Linked DNA regions of Mus musculus: all the other regions are linked to region 1. Evidence: chromatin contacts called from public HiChIP or PLAC-seq data. All regions are on one chromosome and are shown on one strand. Each heading gives the region's core, a stretch centred on a gene start, on an enhancer-like site or on the middle of the called end of the contact. The rest is flanking DNA. Distances are from core to core; before and after follow the strand shown.

Region 1 (4,956 bases), core at 1,152-3,651:
AGCCCCTTCCCTCTCTTGAACCTTAATTCTGTTCTTGTTAATCTCTTCATCTGAGATCTTCCAGGGACAGTCCCTCCTCATCTCAGTGACGGTGGCCTCGTCCTTGAAGCCATCATTGAGGCGGAAGGGTGCAATCATGTCCTCAAACCGCTTGGTGCTGGAAAGAAAATCTCAGTGAGGTTAGGTGGCAGGGCCCTGTTTCCAGGGGAGCCAGGGACATGGAGGAATCCCAAGGGATACCTAGGGTCCCCACACACAGGACATACTCCTCTCACTGAACCCATCCAGCTTTGCCGTCTGCACTGAAGGGCTCACGGGTGGCATCAGCCCTTAACACTTAGGTCTGGCATTCAGCAAAAGTCCATGAGCTGTCCACTGACCTGGACCCGACCCTCCCCACCCCACTCAGCCAGTAGCATCAAGTGCTGCTGCCCCTATATCAGCAAGACAGACTGGACCCCATTCTCACTGAACTTCTTATTAGCCTGGTGAGAGCAAGCAAGCAAACACAGAGGCAGGTGTTTTAGGAAGATACCCCCACCCTGAATCCTGTAACAGGGAATAGGTGGGAGAGGCCACTCTGCTAGCTGAAGGAAGTGTGTCCTTCTGAAGCCAGTTGTGTGCACAAGGCAGAAGGTGATGGGTGGAGAAACAGCTGTATGTGCAAAGGTCCTGAGGCCCACGTGAAAAGCAACACAGGAGCCAATGGAACTGGAAAAAAAAAGCAATAGCAAGCAGAGGGATCTACAGGGCCAACACACAACTCACTGCTCGGCCTGGGGCTTCTGGTTGATGTCGGGAAGGACGTGAACTTCATGGAATCCCAGTCTGAACTTGCTCAACAGAGAGATGATCCTGAAAGACAGATGCAGAAATTATTTTTGAAGTATCCACTCGTTCTGATAGTCATTAAGCACCTGCTGAGTGAGTAGCAATGATCAGAACAGAAGGGGCTGACAGAGGGGGCAAGGTGGCTAGACGCTGAGAAAATATGGGTGGAGTAGGTGAGAGAGTAGCAAGCGACATGGAAAAAATATTTGCCCAGAATCTCCCAAGTATCTGCTGGCTGACTCTGAACCAGTGTCAGCAGGCCAGGATGGAACTGGGATGTTGCTAGGCTTGGGAACCACACTTTGAGAAGTGAAGGTCAAAAGGATGAGAAGACAAAGGGAGAGACTGAAGAGAGGTGGTAAAGACAGAGACAACACCACACACGAGCTGAGGAGAAACCCAGGAGCTGCGCCCGTTAGACGGCACAGACTCAGCATCTGATGGAGAAGCCCACTGTTGGAGGGCACAGTCACGGAAGACTTCACAGAGGAAGCAGCCATCTGGCGGGCTAGTACATGCTGGAGAAAGCTGCTCTAGGCCCTCAGGGTAAGGCAATGTCCACATTGGAATCACCCAAGATGTTTGCAGAATGCACCGGTGGAACTCCAGCCCAGTGCTGAGCCAGAAATCCTAGCAAAGCATGGTCTGGGTGATACCTCCAGGATGTGATGTGCGCACCAGACCGACCCATTGGAGGAGGAAGCCAGTGAGGGTAGGGAAGAAGCAGCTAGGGTAACATGGAGCATGCTGGGAAGGGGAGCCTAAAGGCCCAGGCCTCTACAGACAGCTCCTGCTGGCTCTTGAACTTAGGGATGGGACTTAATTTTTTTTTTGAGATTTTTTTTTTATGTACATGTATGTGTGTATCTTTCTCTGTGTGTCCCATGTGTGTAAGGGTGTCTGAGGAGGCCAGAAGATGCCAGATCCCTTGAAGCTAAAGTTCTAACAGTGCTAGCTATTGGGACTCCAACTTGGATGCTGTTTAAGAGCAGCTGGTGTAATAAACTGGGGAAGCACCTCTCCGGCACCCCCACCCTAAGCCTGCTATGCCTTTGTTATTGTTGGCTAGTTGGTTGGTTTTGGATTGGTTTGTTGTTGTTTTGGTTTTTTGTTTTGTTTTGACATAGGGTTTCTTTGTGTAGCCCTGGCTGTCCTGGAGCTAGTTAACTCTGTAGACCAGGCTGGTTTGAACTCGCAGAGATCCACCTGCTTCTGCCTCCCGAGTGCTAGGACTAAAGGTGTGCAATGCCACCACTGACCTTGAGTTTCTGCGTCTTCTGTATCCCCCTCCCCAATGCTTACTGCTATGCTCTGTGCATGCAGCGCTGTGTGTTACACCCAGGGCTTCATGCACATTCGGCACACATAACCAGTGTTCCATTCCCAGAAGCAGGATTTTAAAAGCAGAGCTGTGGCACCTTCATCCAGGTATCTGCCAGGAGCCCAAGCAGTCCTTGGGTCATAGGGCCAGCAGATCATGTGATCCACAAAGTGGCAGTTGGGACAGAAGGGTTTTTATCAACACTGTGAGGACATGCTGTTACCCAACGGGGCCACCTTGAGCTAAGCAAACCTCACGAAACCCAGCTGCCACCCAGAGCTGGGACAGGAAGTACAGACTGCTGGAGAGCCTTCTGGTCTGTTTGTTTACTCTTTAAAAGTCCCATGAAAGTCAGGTGGCTAGGGTCCTCAATGCCGTCAGTGGCCTTGCCAAAGAAGGCCCTTTTGGTGGTAAAATTCTCACGGAGTGCAGCAGGCTGAGGGAGAAGGCAGGGAGAGTATGCTGGGCCTCCTTGAACCCACAGGGTGATTAGAAGAAAGAGCAGGGGTGGAATCCTGGTATAGGAAGAGTGGTACAGGCCAGGGGCCACCTCCTATCGTGATCTCCTGCTACAGCTTGCACCAGAGTCTTCTCCACGGACAAACCGCCACCATTCGTCTGAGCAGGTCTCATCATGCACGACCTTTAATCTTACTTCCCTTGGCTGAAAAGTCACTGTTGCCCCAACTCCTCCCCTACAACTCAGGCCAACTTGACACCTCTACAGCCACACCTCTGTGTACTTCTGTGTTTATTTAAGGCAAGTCACATTCTGTCTTAGTGCTGTGATTTGCATACAGTTTACCCCCAAGAAACTCAGGTTAAAATTTAATCCTCAGCGCGTGGGAGTGAGATCATGGAAACAGAATCCTGTTCTGGTGTTTATGGATAGGGACTTTGAGACCTGTTTAGGATTTGAAGCCAGGTCACTGAGGTTGCATCCTGTGGTTGAACTGAAATTTAGAGGCTTCATAAGATAAGAGGGGAGAACACACACACACAAACACACACACACACACACACACACACACACACACACACACCAGTATCTTGTCATATGATACCCTGCGTCACCATCACCGCAAGAAGGATGTCACCAGACACAACCCTTAGACTGAGCCTCCGGAACCGTGAGCAAAATGAAACCTCTTTTCTTTATGAGACAGACTGCCTCAGGTGTTTTGTTATAGTCTTTAAAAGGGGGCTTAGTAAGATATATTTCAGAAGCAAAATTTATCTCCTAATTGAAGCAGAAAACAGCACTTATGGCCAGAAAGAAGATACAATGAAAACCCATATAAATATAACAGTGTCACCAAATTCTGGCCAGATGGCATTGCCTGCCAAGCCAATGAGTCAGGCCTGCTCTGTTTGCTTAGAAGTTCAACTGAGCTCAAGAATAGGCCAGCTTGACACCAAGATCTCCTGCCAAATCATCCAGAGACCCGAGAGGGAATTAAAAGTCACTTCTCGCCATGAGATTTGGTATGTCTCCTGGCTACCTCATGTCTTCCCTGAGCCTGCATCCCTACTCTGGGGACACTGTCAGGAAGCATTCTAATCTTGCTTCACTTACCTCTGTCCTGCCATTCCATGAGTCTGTCCATGAAGAGTCTTGCGATTTCAGCACTTACCACATGTTCCTATCAGAGCAAACACCAGGACGCCTGGGTCTCCTTAAGGCGGGCCCCAGAAGCCAACCCTTCCGAAATGGAGAGAGCTCCTGCGTGAGCCCCAGGCACCATTACTGTGAGCTGGAGAGAGGCTGGCCTGGGCTTTGGGACGACCTCAGGGCCACCCACGGGCAGAGCTGGAGGGTACAGGGACAGGGAGTCCAGCAGCCTCGGGGAGGCAAGATGGCGGATCGGCACAGCCCTTGTGGTCCCCACTTACGCCTTTCTCTCTTCGTCCATCCTGTTGATCTGGCCCCCAACAAACACTCGGATCTTGCATTTGCCCCATCTCTTCTTGCGGTGCAGGAGATAGGGGATGAGGAGGGTGAGACCTAGCAGGGACGATCCCCAGGAGCCAAGAGCAAAGGACTCAGGACAGAGCCCTCTGTGTCTTTCCACCCCAGACTGCCACAGCGGAACCCTTGCTGGACCTTAGCTCCTCACCTGCAGAGGAACTCACCAGACTAAACCAACCCACTGGCCATGGTGCTCAGCAGGCTGTGGTTTATTTGGCTAACGCGGGAGTTTGGCTCTTAATTTTCAGAATTATCATTATTTGACCTTTTTGAGACAAGGTTTTAGTATGTAGCTGAGGTTGGCTTTGAACTCTTGATCTTCCTGCCTCTATCTCCCAAGTGATGGGATTGTAGGTATATGATACCATGTCCAGCCAATGATGTGGTTTTAAACAAGCAAGCTGGCGCTGAGTATTTGGCACGTAAGGTAGGGTGGGGTGGTAGCAGATAAACATTAGGATGGCCTTCATTTATTTCTTGAAAACTGAACATCTGACCAAAGAGTAGGAGCCACCCTCCCTGTCGTCTCTCCGTATAAGGCCAAGGCTCAGCCACCATGAGATCAGTGTATGCCTCCCTGTGCTTCAGTTTCTTGATTTGCAGAGAAAGACACTGCACTAGGTTGAACCCATAAGAGCACTTGCTGACAGGCACAGATTCACATATCCCAGCATGCATAGGCACCATTAATGAACTACACAGTTACTCTTGGATATCCACAGGGAGATGGGCTCCAGGACCTGCCCTCAGGTGCCACATATCTTTTAGAGAATGGTATAGGATCTGTGTGGACCCTACACCTGGCCTTGAATCTCCCTTAGGTCCTCTCCTGTCC
Region 2 (5,095 bases), core at 1,755-4,254, 190 kb before region 1:
CCTGCCTAGTCCAGGGAAGCCCAGGACAACTCTACCTGGGTCCGGCTCCAGCCCCAGCTGAAGAAAACCAGCAGTCTAGGAATAGTGGGCGGGGAAGTGGACTCCTCCCCAACCAGGGGCAGGGCTCCCGTCTCCAACTCACCCTCTGGCAGGAACCTTCTGGATCCCCGAAATGGGGAGCACATGGTGTCTGAGGTTGGAACAGGCAGGGATCGGAGTGGCCCTTGGTGCCAGCCCGGCAGGCAGCGGGGCAGGGATCTGGACCCTGAGGCCTGACGCAATGGAAACAGAAACCACAGCCTGGTTGGGCCAGCCCCCTCCCCTCCGTCAGTAGAAGGCAGCAAGGTGTCATTAAGGAGGGGGTTGGGTCTGTGAGTGCATTGGGCAAGATGGAAAAGCTCCAGGACAGCACCATCTGCAGGTAATTTGGGGTTTGGGGATGGAGGAGGGGGTGCAGGCAGCGTGAGAGCCTCTCCCAAGAATGATAGGACTCTTGGCACAAGTGTGGGCACAGGCCCCCAAGAAAGAGCTTGGGGTTGGGGTTGCAAAACCAGTCGGCCCATTTCTAGATGAGCTAACTGAGGCAAACAGAAGGCAGAGCTTCGAAATGACCTGTCACTGGTCACACATTCATTCAACAAACATTCCTTGTCTATCCTAGGATTGTAGTAACAAGGCTGAAGAGCAGGTAGAGGTGGCACAGCGCTCAGGAAGCAGAAGCAGGAGGGTCATGAGTTCAAGTGCAGACTGGGCTATATACAGTGAGACCCTGTCTAAAACATATAGAAGGTTAGCTCCCACTGTGGCCATTCCCACCCAGACCAGGCATCCTGCCCTTGAGATACAGGTAGACTCTGGTGCATCAGAACTAAGCTACACATGTAGAATATTATGGTTCTGGACAGAACTCTAGTCATTCATGGCCAATGACTCCCTGTGCACCCCACCCCCCACCCCCCACACCCCATGGGGCAGCCTCTTCCCACTCCTGGCTGAAGCCAGCATCAGCCTCCTGCCTCCATGTCCCTTGCCGTGGCCAGACAAGCTGCACGATCTTTTTCGCAGCAATGCCTAATTCAGTAGCTCTCCCCTGCCCAGCCAGAGGGGCGATGATCATGTAAGTCAAATGCTACCACAGAATCTTCTAATCTGACGCTTCTGGATCGCAAGTCCTTGCATCACGCCAGGCTGAGGGAGCCAGGCTGAGCTGATTCCTTTCACGCATGCAAGCCATTCTCCCAAGTTCTCGGCCAAGCTTCCCTGACTTCTAGTCTCATTTCAAGTGTGCCCACCTCCCACCTGCTCCGAGCCTTTAGCACTTGGGGTTCCATTTGCCGAAGAAAACACTTCTCTTGAAGGGCCCCCGTTATCAGCGTTCTCAGAGGTCTGCCACAATCACTTAAGCCAATGTGTTCTGTGTCCACGCCGCAGCACTTCTTTAAGTTAATCAGGGTAAGCGACAACTCTTTTACACATTCCTCAAGAAGCTCCCATAATATGAGTTCTCAAGGGGGCCCCTGACTCCTAGCACGAATGCAGGTCTGTATACTGCAAACACCCAGCAAGCACAGTAAACGCACCAGAGTCAGGAACCCAGCAAGCAGGCTGCTCACCCGCATCACTTAGAAGCTAAAGCCACTTCTCCAGCCTTGGATCTCATAACTCTCTGAAAGATGAGAAAAGGGGTGCAAGGGTCATATGTAACAGCGGAGGCCCAAGAAGGGGTAAGGGATAGATGGAGCCCAGGCCCACTGACAAGCATAGGAGCTTGATGTGGTTTGAGGGGACTCTGTAGCTGAGCCGGATGCAAGAATCCCAACTTTGAGGTGGTAGTTACAGGAGATGCCGAGTGAAGCAGGCTCAGGAGACAATAGGTTGCAGGGGACTCAGGGAGAGACAAGAGCGGAAGGCGGACAAGGAGAGATCTAAAGGGGCCCAGCAGCAGCTGCTCAGGCCCAAGACTCTCAACTGTGACCACTCTAGGGACGGGAGGCCCTGTGGGACTACCAACAAGCACTCCTAGTAGGAAGCCATAGGTACTGTCAAAACAGCATGCCCAAGGCTAATAGAGATGGCTCAGTGGCTGGGGAGCGGGGTGGGGGGGTGGGGGGGGGGTGAGGGCTGACACACAAGCATGGGGACCTGCGTTTGAATCCCTAGAATCATATAAAGGCAGGTGTGGCAGTGTGTGACTATAAGCCCAGTGCTTCTGTGGTGAGATGGTAGCCAGGGACTAGAGACTCGCCAGAAGCTCGCAGGCCAGCTAGCCTGGTGTACACGGCAGCAAACAACAGAGATACCATGACTCCAGCAAAGTAGAAGGGGAAGACACCTGAGCTTGTCCTCCGACTTCCACACCATGGCATGTCCAACCTGGTATTTGGAATATATATATAATATACATTATATATATATATATATATATATATATATATATATATATATATATATATATACACACACACACACACATACATATACATATATATATATATATAATTTTTTTTCGATGCAAACTCTAAGGGGTGAACTTGCAAAACCTTGCTAGTGACAGTCACACAGATATCTGGTCCTCTGGGCAGTGTCAAGTAGCAGTTAAATGCACAGACCCTGGACGTAGTATCCTGCATGTGAGCCTCTGGTTCTGCCGTTCCTCTGCTGTGTGACCTCAGCTGTATTACTTACTTAATCTCTCTCGTTTAGTTTTGCTCTCTGCAATATCGAAGGCAACAAGGTATGTTCTGGGTTGCTGTAAGGATTAAGATAAAGCACATTCACTATTAGAGTGGACCTTAATCTCTGGTGTGGAGACAGCAGACCAAAAAAAAAAAAAAAAACCCACAAAACCAGGTGATGTGTAGCCAAACAAAGAGGGCAAGGGACTAAAACTGGTTGAGTCACAGGTTCTCTGTTACCCTCTTCTGCTGTGGGCACAATGCACCATGTCAGTTAGGCCAAGGGTGGAGGATGTGGCCAGCGAGTTGATAAGAGACTGGCACATTTGGCAATAGTCCTGGAGTCCCTAAGGGCGACAGAAGCCGCAGCAGTTGGTGGGCACGACATTATAAGGACTGTAGTAGCTCTTAGCTTGAGGCTTTTCTTGCTCTAAGCATGGTTCCCAGAAAGCACCAGAAGTATACCATCTGGCCCCACCCAGACCTGCTCCATCAGAAGCCCTAGGGAGGCACCTAACTAACAACCCGTGTATGAACAAGCCCTGCAGGCAAGGCGGGGGGGGGGAGGGGGGGGGAGCCAAGCACAAACCACGGGTTTGGCAGGCAGGTGCGGTTTCTAACGCGCTCCCTAGAGCAATCTTGAAGCTGCCCACCTGCAGCCAAGATGAGAGCAAGAAGGCGGACACCCGAGGCTGGGCATGGCTCTAGCTTGGCCTGCACGTGGCTTAGTTAAGCAGGCGTGACACTCAGCTTCCATACAAGCCCTGCCATGCTTGGTTTAGATAGTAATTTTCTACTAACTAGAACCCTCAACTAACCAGTCAATCACTCCTCACCTTCTGGCTGCTAAGTCCTCAAGGTTCTCCGAAGTCTTGGGATGGGTCCGAGGGCATTGTCATCCCACTAACCAGATGTCATCCCAGATGACAAGGGCCAGAACTCAGAGGACAAACACATCATCAGGACTCTCCGAAGATAATAGTATGTCTGCATCCGTACAATAAGAGGCTGATTTTAAAGAATCAATTCATCGGACCACAACGGGGGTAAGCCTGAAGTTCAGAGGGCAGCATGGGCTGGAAACAGGAAGGGTTTTTTCTACGTTGTGCTCCTGAGGTCCAAGACCTCGTCTTAAAGGAAGCTCAGTCTCTGGCTGAAAGCCATCTATCAACTGGATGAGGCCCATGCATGGAGAATAATCGGCTTTGCCCAAAGCCTGATTTAAATGTTAATCACATCTTAAACATACCTCCACAGAAACATCTAGACTGGTATTTGGCTAAACAATTGGTCACTATAGGCCAGACAAGTTCACAGAGACAGTAAGTCATCCAAGCAACCTTGAGCTTTGAGGAGCAGGAAATGGGATACTAACTTCTCAAGTGTAGGAGCTCCAGGCTATCCCTGCCTGTCCGCTGGAAGGGACATAGTCACCCCAACAGAGACAAATCCCATCCAGAGTGCACAGTGAGCTTTACCTTCCAGACACCCCTGCTCAAGGCCCTGTGACCATGTGACCACACCCACAATGGAGGTTGGATGGCTGCCTAAATGGTTCCTGCCTTCTGGCTCCCAAGCTGATGATAACTGCTCTTGATATCACTCTCTGGGTCTCAGAAAGCACCCACCTTCCAGGCTGATGGGACCCTGTTCTTGCTTTCTCTCTTCTCCCTCCTTCCTTCCCCTCTCTCTCCTGCATGAGCTTGCGTCTCTCTCTCTCTCTCTCTCTCTCTCTCTCTCTCTCTCTCTCTCTGTGTGTGTGTGTGTGTGTGTGTGTGTGTGTGTGTGTGTGTGTGTGTAAGTGCACACATACATACAGGCAAAACCTCAGATGTCATTCCTTGGGGTTTCTTACTAGCCTGGAACCATGACTATTGAGCCCCAAGGATGGATTTACCTGTCTTTCCAACTGGGGTTCTAGGAACCTGGCGCTTGCATACAAACACTGTATTGACAGAACCATCTCCCCAGCCCCTGCCTCTGTTTTCTTCCCCATGAAAATGCCAGGGCACGCTGAAAGCTCTGTTTCACAATGGCACAAGTCTCTTGGAGGCTCCCTGTCCTTCCCAGGAGGACACCTAGTCCCCCTGGTAGGGCTCCCACGGTCCCCTCCCCCACCCTCTTGTTTCTGGCTATGTTCTTTACTATATGAGGTTCCAATAATACTTCTCTGTGAATCCCCAATTCTGCACCTGCTGGTCCAGCTGCCTGGAACGCACTTTCTCTTTCTCCACCTGACTCCTTTTACTCCCTCATTCAGCTCAGTAGAACCAAATGCGATATCACTATGTACCAGGCCCATCGCCATCCTTACGACGGTCAAAACTGTAGAAAGCTGGCACGTCCCATGTTGCCAAGAGTGCGGAGTGGCCAGAACTCTTACAGTTTGCCACAGGCAGTGGGATTTGGTGTAAACCATG
Region 3 (4,668 bases), core at 2,017-4,516, 220 kb before region 1:
GCCTGCCAGGGTTTGGTGTACCTTGTTGCTGTCTTGTTTATCTCCTTACCTAGCAGCACAGGAAGCAAGGGCAGCGTTAGCTTCATATGTTGTTGTAGATGAATGGGTTTCTTGGTTCTACCATGTTGTGTGTGGGCATAGAGAAAGGGGCTGACCAGCTGGTGACATGGAGCTGTCCCCTAGAACTAACCCTTCCTGGGTGTTGTGTGACTTAAGTAAAAATCTCAAGCCTCACCCACAAGGCTGTGAGCCAACGACAGCCCTTGAGCAGAGACTCTTCCATGTCCTCCCCTCTCCATCCAGCCTGAGGAGGTAGGAAGGAGCTGACCACGAGAACATGACCATCCTCTGCCCACCTTCTCTCTCTGAAAAAATGTTTTGATTTTGTTTTTGAAATAAAAGATTTAGTTTAAGATTCTAAACGTTAGAGAAGCAAACTTACTGAATCATAGCCAGAAACTATAACTGCTGATAGCTATGCTAAAGAGATGAGTAATGCCTAGCAGTTTCTGGAATCCTCAGACTGCAAACTAGTGGGACATGCCTGCCTGTTATGCCTGCACTCTACTCCACCGAAGCACTGCTGTTTGCACATACAGTTGTAGCTTCTGACTGCGAAGCTGCTTTTAGCCAGTCTGAGGTGCTGCTCAGTGCTTTTCCTTTCTCCAGTGTGCCTTCCCCCCCAGCCCCCTCAACACACACACAACAGCGCCTGGGCCATGAGCAGCCAAAAGCAGCAGGCTCTGGCCTGTTTCTGTCTCATGGAGGATGAAGGGAGGGAAGGGGGAGGAGGGAACAGGGATGCAGGACTTAGGAATTCTGTGTGCCCTGCTTCAGAACGAGCCTGAGAGGTGCTCTCTCGTCGCTGGTCCCAGCATCCATTGTTTTTTCCCTTCCTATGGGTGTGAGACAAGCGAGCCAGCGAGCGAGCGAGAGACACTGGGTGTGTTGGCACTGACACACTGGCAGGCAGGCAGAGGAAGCTCCTCAGATTTAACGTGGGCAGAGAGGGCCCTGGATCTCAGCCAGCCCTTCCTCTCCCCTTCCAGTATTGACACGGGTGCCTACCAGCAGATGGTGGGTTTCCTTCGCCCATCGCTGATGCCTGTGAGCGCTGCCATCCCTTGCAGAGCCTCCCAGTCCTAATCTTTCCTGACTGTCAGTGCAGGCCTGTCAGCTCCCTCCTGACAAACAAGACGTTTAGGTAAAACTGCAAGCACCTTCTGCCTCTTGTTGTCACTGTTCCGATGACTGTGCTGCCATCCCCGCAGCACGTACCTGTATCTAGAGCAACCCTGAGCTGTTTCGGGAGGCAGACCAAGACATCAAAGTCCTGAGCATCACATGGCTTGACTTTCCAGACCAACGAGTGTGCTTCATGGTCTCGGTGGATGTTGAAAAGATGGCAGGGTTGCAGAGTTTAAAACTGTCCGCTAACTTTAATTTTTAGCCCTGTCAAGCCAGCTCTTGCTGTGCACCACACCGGCTTCCAGCTCTCCCACCACGTGAAGCTGATGGTGTTGAGCAGTCCTGGGGTTCTTTTCTTTTTGACAGAGTCTACTGTGTAGCCCAAGCTGGCTTACAAACTTACCATCCTTTCATTTCAGCTTCCTGAGTGCTAGGATCACTGGCGAGTGCCGCTACACCCAACTGTGACGTCTGCTTTTGGTGTTTCTGGTGGCCTTTTTACCGTAGTTCATTGTGCCTAAATGGTGTAGAAGCCTGTAATTGAAACACCACCTCTGTGGCAAAGCAGGCCAACCAAGGAAAGCAGGATGAGCAGAGAGAGAAGGAAAACCCACTTTGACCCTCAGAACACAGTCATCTGTGTACCTTGGCAGGTCTCTCCTGGGGATCAGATTAACCAGGGACCAAAAATACTTGAAGGAAAGATTCCCTCTGTGCTGACCATGTATATATAGACTTTTCTTCTTCCCTATAAATACGTGAGTGTAACAATTTCTAGCATATCACCGTTCAGGCATCGTAAATTGTTATAAACCAAGTAAGCTAGGAATGACGGAAAGTATGGGATCCGAGTATAGGCCCGAGTAGGTTCTGTGCAAACAGCATTTCACAGACAGCACTTGACCCTCTGCGCACGTTGACCTCTGGTGGGGGATCTATGTACCAGTCCCACCAGATATCCTGCCTACATTCCTGGGACTTTCCAGTGGCTAAGAAAGTAGAACAGATGGTTGGGGTTTGTTTCTTTCCTTGTACATTCTCTCGGGTGGCAGAATTCTTAGGATTCTGAGACCTCTTGGAGAAAGCCAGCAGCAATCTGTTGCCAGCTCTCTCTGGGAGACAATGTCCCGTGCCCTCCGTCTCTTCCTGACATTTGTCTACTTGAAGCTTCTATGGCTGAGGAGGAAAGGGACCTGAAATCAAGTCACCTATTATACAAATCTGGGAGGCTGATGTGACTAGACCTAGACAGGTAGCTTACATCCTGCCTTGCACAGCTTCCAGAGGTCCCAGGACCCAGCAGAAAGTTCCTCAGACTGAAGTAAGAAATGCATGAACAGCCAGGCAGTGGTGGCACATGCCTTTGATCCCAGCACTTGGGAGTCAGAGGCAGGCAGATTTCCGAGTTCGAGGCTAGCCTGGTCTACAGAGTGAGTTCCCAGGACAGCCGGGGCTATACAGAGAAACCCTGTCTCAAAAAAAAAAAAAAAAAAAAAAAAAGGAAGAAGACATGCACGCACACACGAGCACCCACTAAGGTGCCTTGTCAGAGCCCCACCCCCAAATTTGTTTTGTTTCGTTTGTTTTGGGTCTTTGCTTCCCAGCTCTCCTGAATTCTTCCCTTTTGGTCAGCTCCTCACTTAAGAGAAAAGCTTGGTTTGCCTGGACCAGCCCCTTAAGAGCTATGTCCTTCCACCCTCCATAGATATGCCATGGTGATCTCATTACAGGTAGACAAGGTCCTTCACCTAGGAAAAGGGAATAATACCAACTTCCTATAGTCATACACAAACCACCTAGATTAGAAGCCTCCAGTGTCTGGGTAGAGTATCCTGAGTGCATTAACATGCTGCACTCAGGTTTGTATGGTTCTGGCACTCCCCACTTGTAACTAAAACACTGACATGTTGGAAGGGTCAGATCTGGTTGTCAGCTCCACCAGCTTCTGCCTTAGCTCCTGTTAGCTAAATGTTAATTGCTTAGGCACACCGGATTCTTTGGCTCAAATGTCCTTGCTGTGGGTATGTGACTCAGCTGTCATCTTAGGCCCCTCCAGGAAAAGGAAAGCAAGCAAGCTCAGTGGCAGTGAACAGTCATTTGGACTTGGGTGGCTTCTTGGCATCCTGTCGTGCCCAGCCCAGTTATACATGCTAGAATGGAATTTGAGTACTTGGTGCATGATGCTCATCAACACTTTAGTAGTCACAAGTTGCACAGTCACACCCTAATGACTCTGTCATGGGCTGGCATTGTTCCCCTACCTGCTAGAAGAATGGTTTCAGGGGGAGTTGCAATAGCATTAATAGTCCTGACCTGCCAGCATCAGGAGAGACACAGAAAAGCCCCATGGGAGACAGGCTACTCTTGTTTCTGTGACACCACTGAGGCCTGCTCTGTACAGGTCAAGCTGTTGGAGGGATACACTGCATTATTTTAGTGGACTTGTTTTTCATTCTGAAAAAGCACTCTGAAGCCAACCCTTCTATACATTCTATAGAGGAACCCCACATTCCCAGAGGCCCAGTGACTTATCTGGGTTGTCCTGCTATAAGACAGAACCAGATTTTTTTTTATTATTTATGCCTTTTAAAGGCTGGCCTTCTCGGTGTGTGTGTGTGTTACGAGACTGACTCCAACAGTACACAGTCATCTACCTGGAAACTATATCCACTAGACTCCCTTGTTTGCTAAGCCAATTAGTAGCTGGGTGTGATAGCAGACATCTTCAATCCTAGCTACCAGAAGACAGAAACAAGATGATCTTCGTGAGCTCAAGGCCAGCCTGGTCTGCATGGTGAGTTCTAGGGCAGCCAGAGCTACATAGTAAGATCATGTCTCAAAAACAAAAAGCAAGCATTTGGTGGCCACAGAAATTTGCTTCACATTTCCACCATATACACCATGGCTCCTAAGATTGGGACCTACCTAGTGCTGACCATTTCCAGCAGCTAGGAAGGACTACCCTGGAGAAGAAGGCAGAGAAGGCTTAGTGTCCACAGAACAGTGTGAGGTCATTAGCAGCTTGAGCGGGAAAGCCCTTTGGAGATGCTAAGGGAGATGCTGGGGTAGTAGGATATACGTGCACGATGGTAACCACACCTCCATCCGCACTCTGCCTGTCTAGTAGGCCTGGTGTGTTTCCGTTTCTGCAAGATCATGCATGGTAGGGCTGTGGAAGGTTCACAAACAGTGCTGGCATGGGAGCTAGAAACGTGGTACAAAGTAGAAATGTTCCCTGTTAGTCACGTCTGCTTGTCAAAGGGCCTAGAACTCCGAGAGAGAATATGGGTGTGGAGGGAAAGGAACAAGGAAGGGGGCTGGGGCCAGGCTTGTGACGAGGAGGTACGTGCTAAGAGGAACAGCGGGAGCAGATAGAACCTTGTTTAAGGTCCTGAAACTTAAACCACTGCATTGCCTACTACATCCAAGAGGAGAAAGTGGGGGGCTGCAACCACTATTTGGATGCCATGTCCTGTCTCA

What was found. HiChIP or PLAC-seq counts read pairs in DNA pulled down with a chosen protein or histone mark.
Region 2: a contact with region 1 is called in a FOXA1 HiChIP or PLAC-seq map of pancreatic cancer cells. The contact joins two enhancer-like sites. A contact is called at or near these places in 1 of 39 promoter capture datasets (embryonic stem cells), 3 of 115 datasets of contacts at active chromatin or transcription factors (the 230-238 cell line, bone marrow-derived macrophages and pancreatic cancer cells) and 3 of 9 other capture datasets (adipose tissue, liver and pancreatic islet).
Region 3: a contact with region 1 is called in a FOXA1 HiChIP or PLAC-seq map of pancreatic cancer cells. The contact joins two enhancer-like sites. A contact is called at or near these places in 3 of 484 Hi-C or Micro-C datasets (group 2 innate lymphoid cells, olfactory sensory neurons and ventral hippocampal neurons), 1 of 115 datasets of contacts at active chromatin or transcription factors (pancreatic cancer cells) and 4 of 9 other capture datasets (adipose tissue, embryonic stem cells, liver and 1 more).

Annotation. Positions count from the first base shown.
Region 1 is chr8:94,352,211-94,357,166 of GRCm38.p6, reverse strand. Slc12a3 (solute carrier family 12, member 3) reads right to left here. Exons shown (of 25, transcript NM_001205311.1): 21 at 4,046-4,157; 22 at 769-855; 23 at 22-157. Among named protein-coding and RNA genes, the nearest start is that of Gm15889, 23 kb to the left of the region's middle. Within about 2 kb of position 2,401, at least 108 of the 459 cell types and tissues checked have an H3K27ac peak or open chromatin away from gene starts, as enhancers often do. A contact at or near this core is called in pancreatic cancer cells, where this site is marked.
Region 2 is chr8:94,539,345-94,544,439 of GRCm38.p6, reverse strand. The region is part of intron 1 of Cpne2 (copine II); the gene reads right to left. Among named protein-coding and RNA genes, the nearest start is that of Cpne2, 8.9 kb to the right of the region's middle. Within about 2 kb of position 3,004, at least 57 of the 459 cell types and tissues checked have an H3K27ac peak or open chromatin away from gene starts, as enhancers often do. A contact at or near this core is called in pancreatic cancer cells, where this site is marked.
Region 3 is chr8:94,570,694-94,575,361 of GRCm38.p6, reverse strand. Psme3ip1 (proteasome activator subunit 3 interacting protein 1) reads left to right here. Exons shown (of 8, transcript NM_028221.4): 8 at 1-422. Among named protein-coding and RNA genes, the nearest start is that of Gm38555, 5.7 kb to the right of the region's middle. Within about 2 kb of position 3,266, at least 35 of the 459 cell types and tissues checked have an H3K27ac peak or open chromatin away from gene starts, as enhancers often do. A contact at or near this core is called in pancreatic cancer cells, where this site is marked.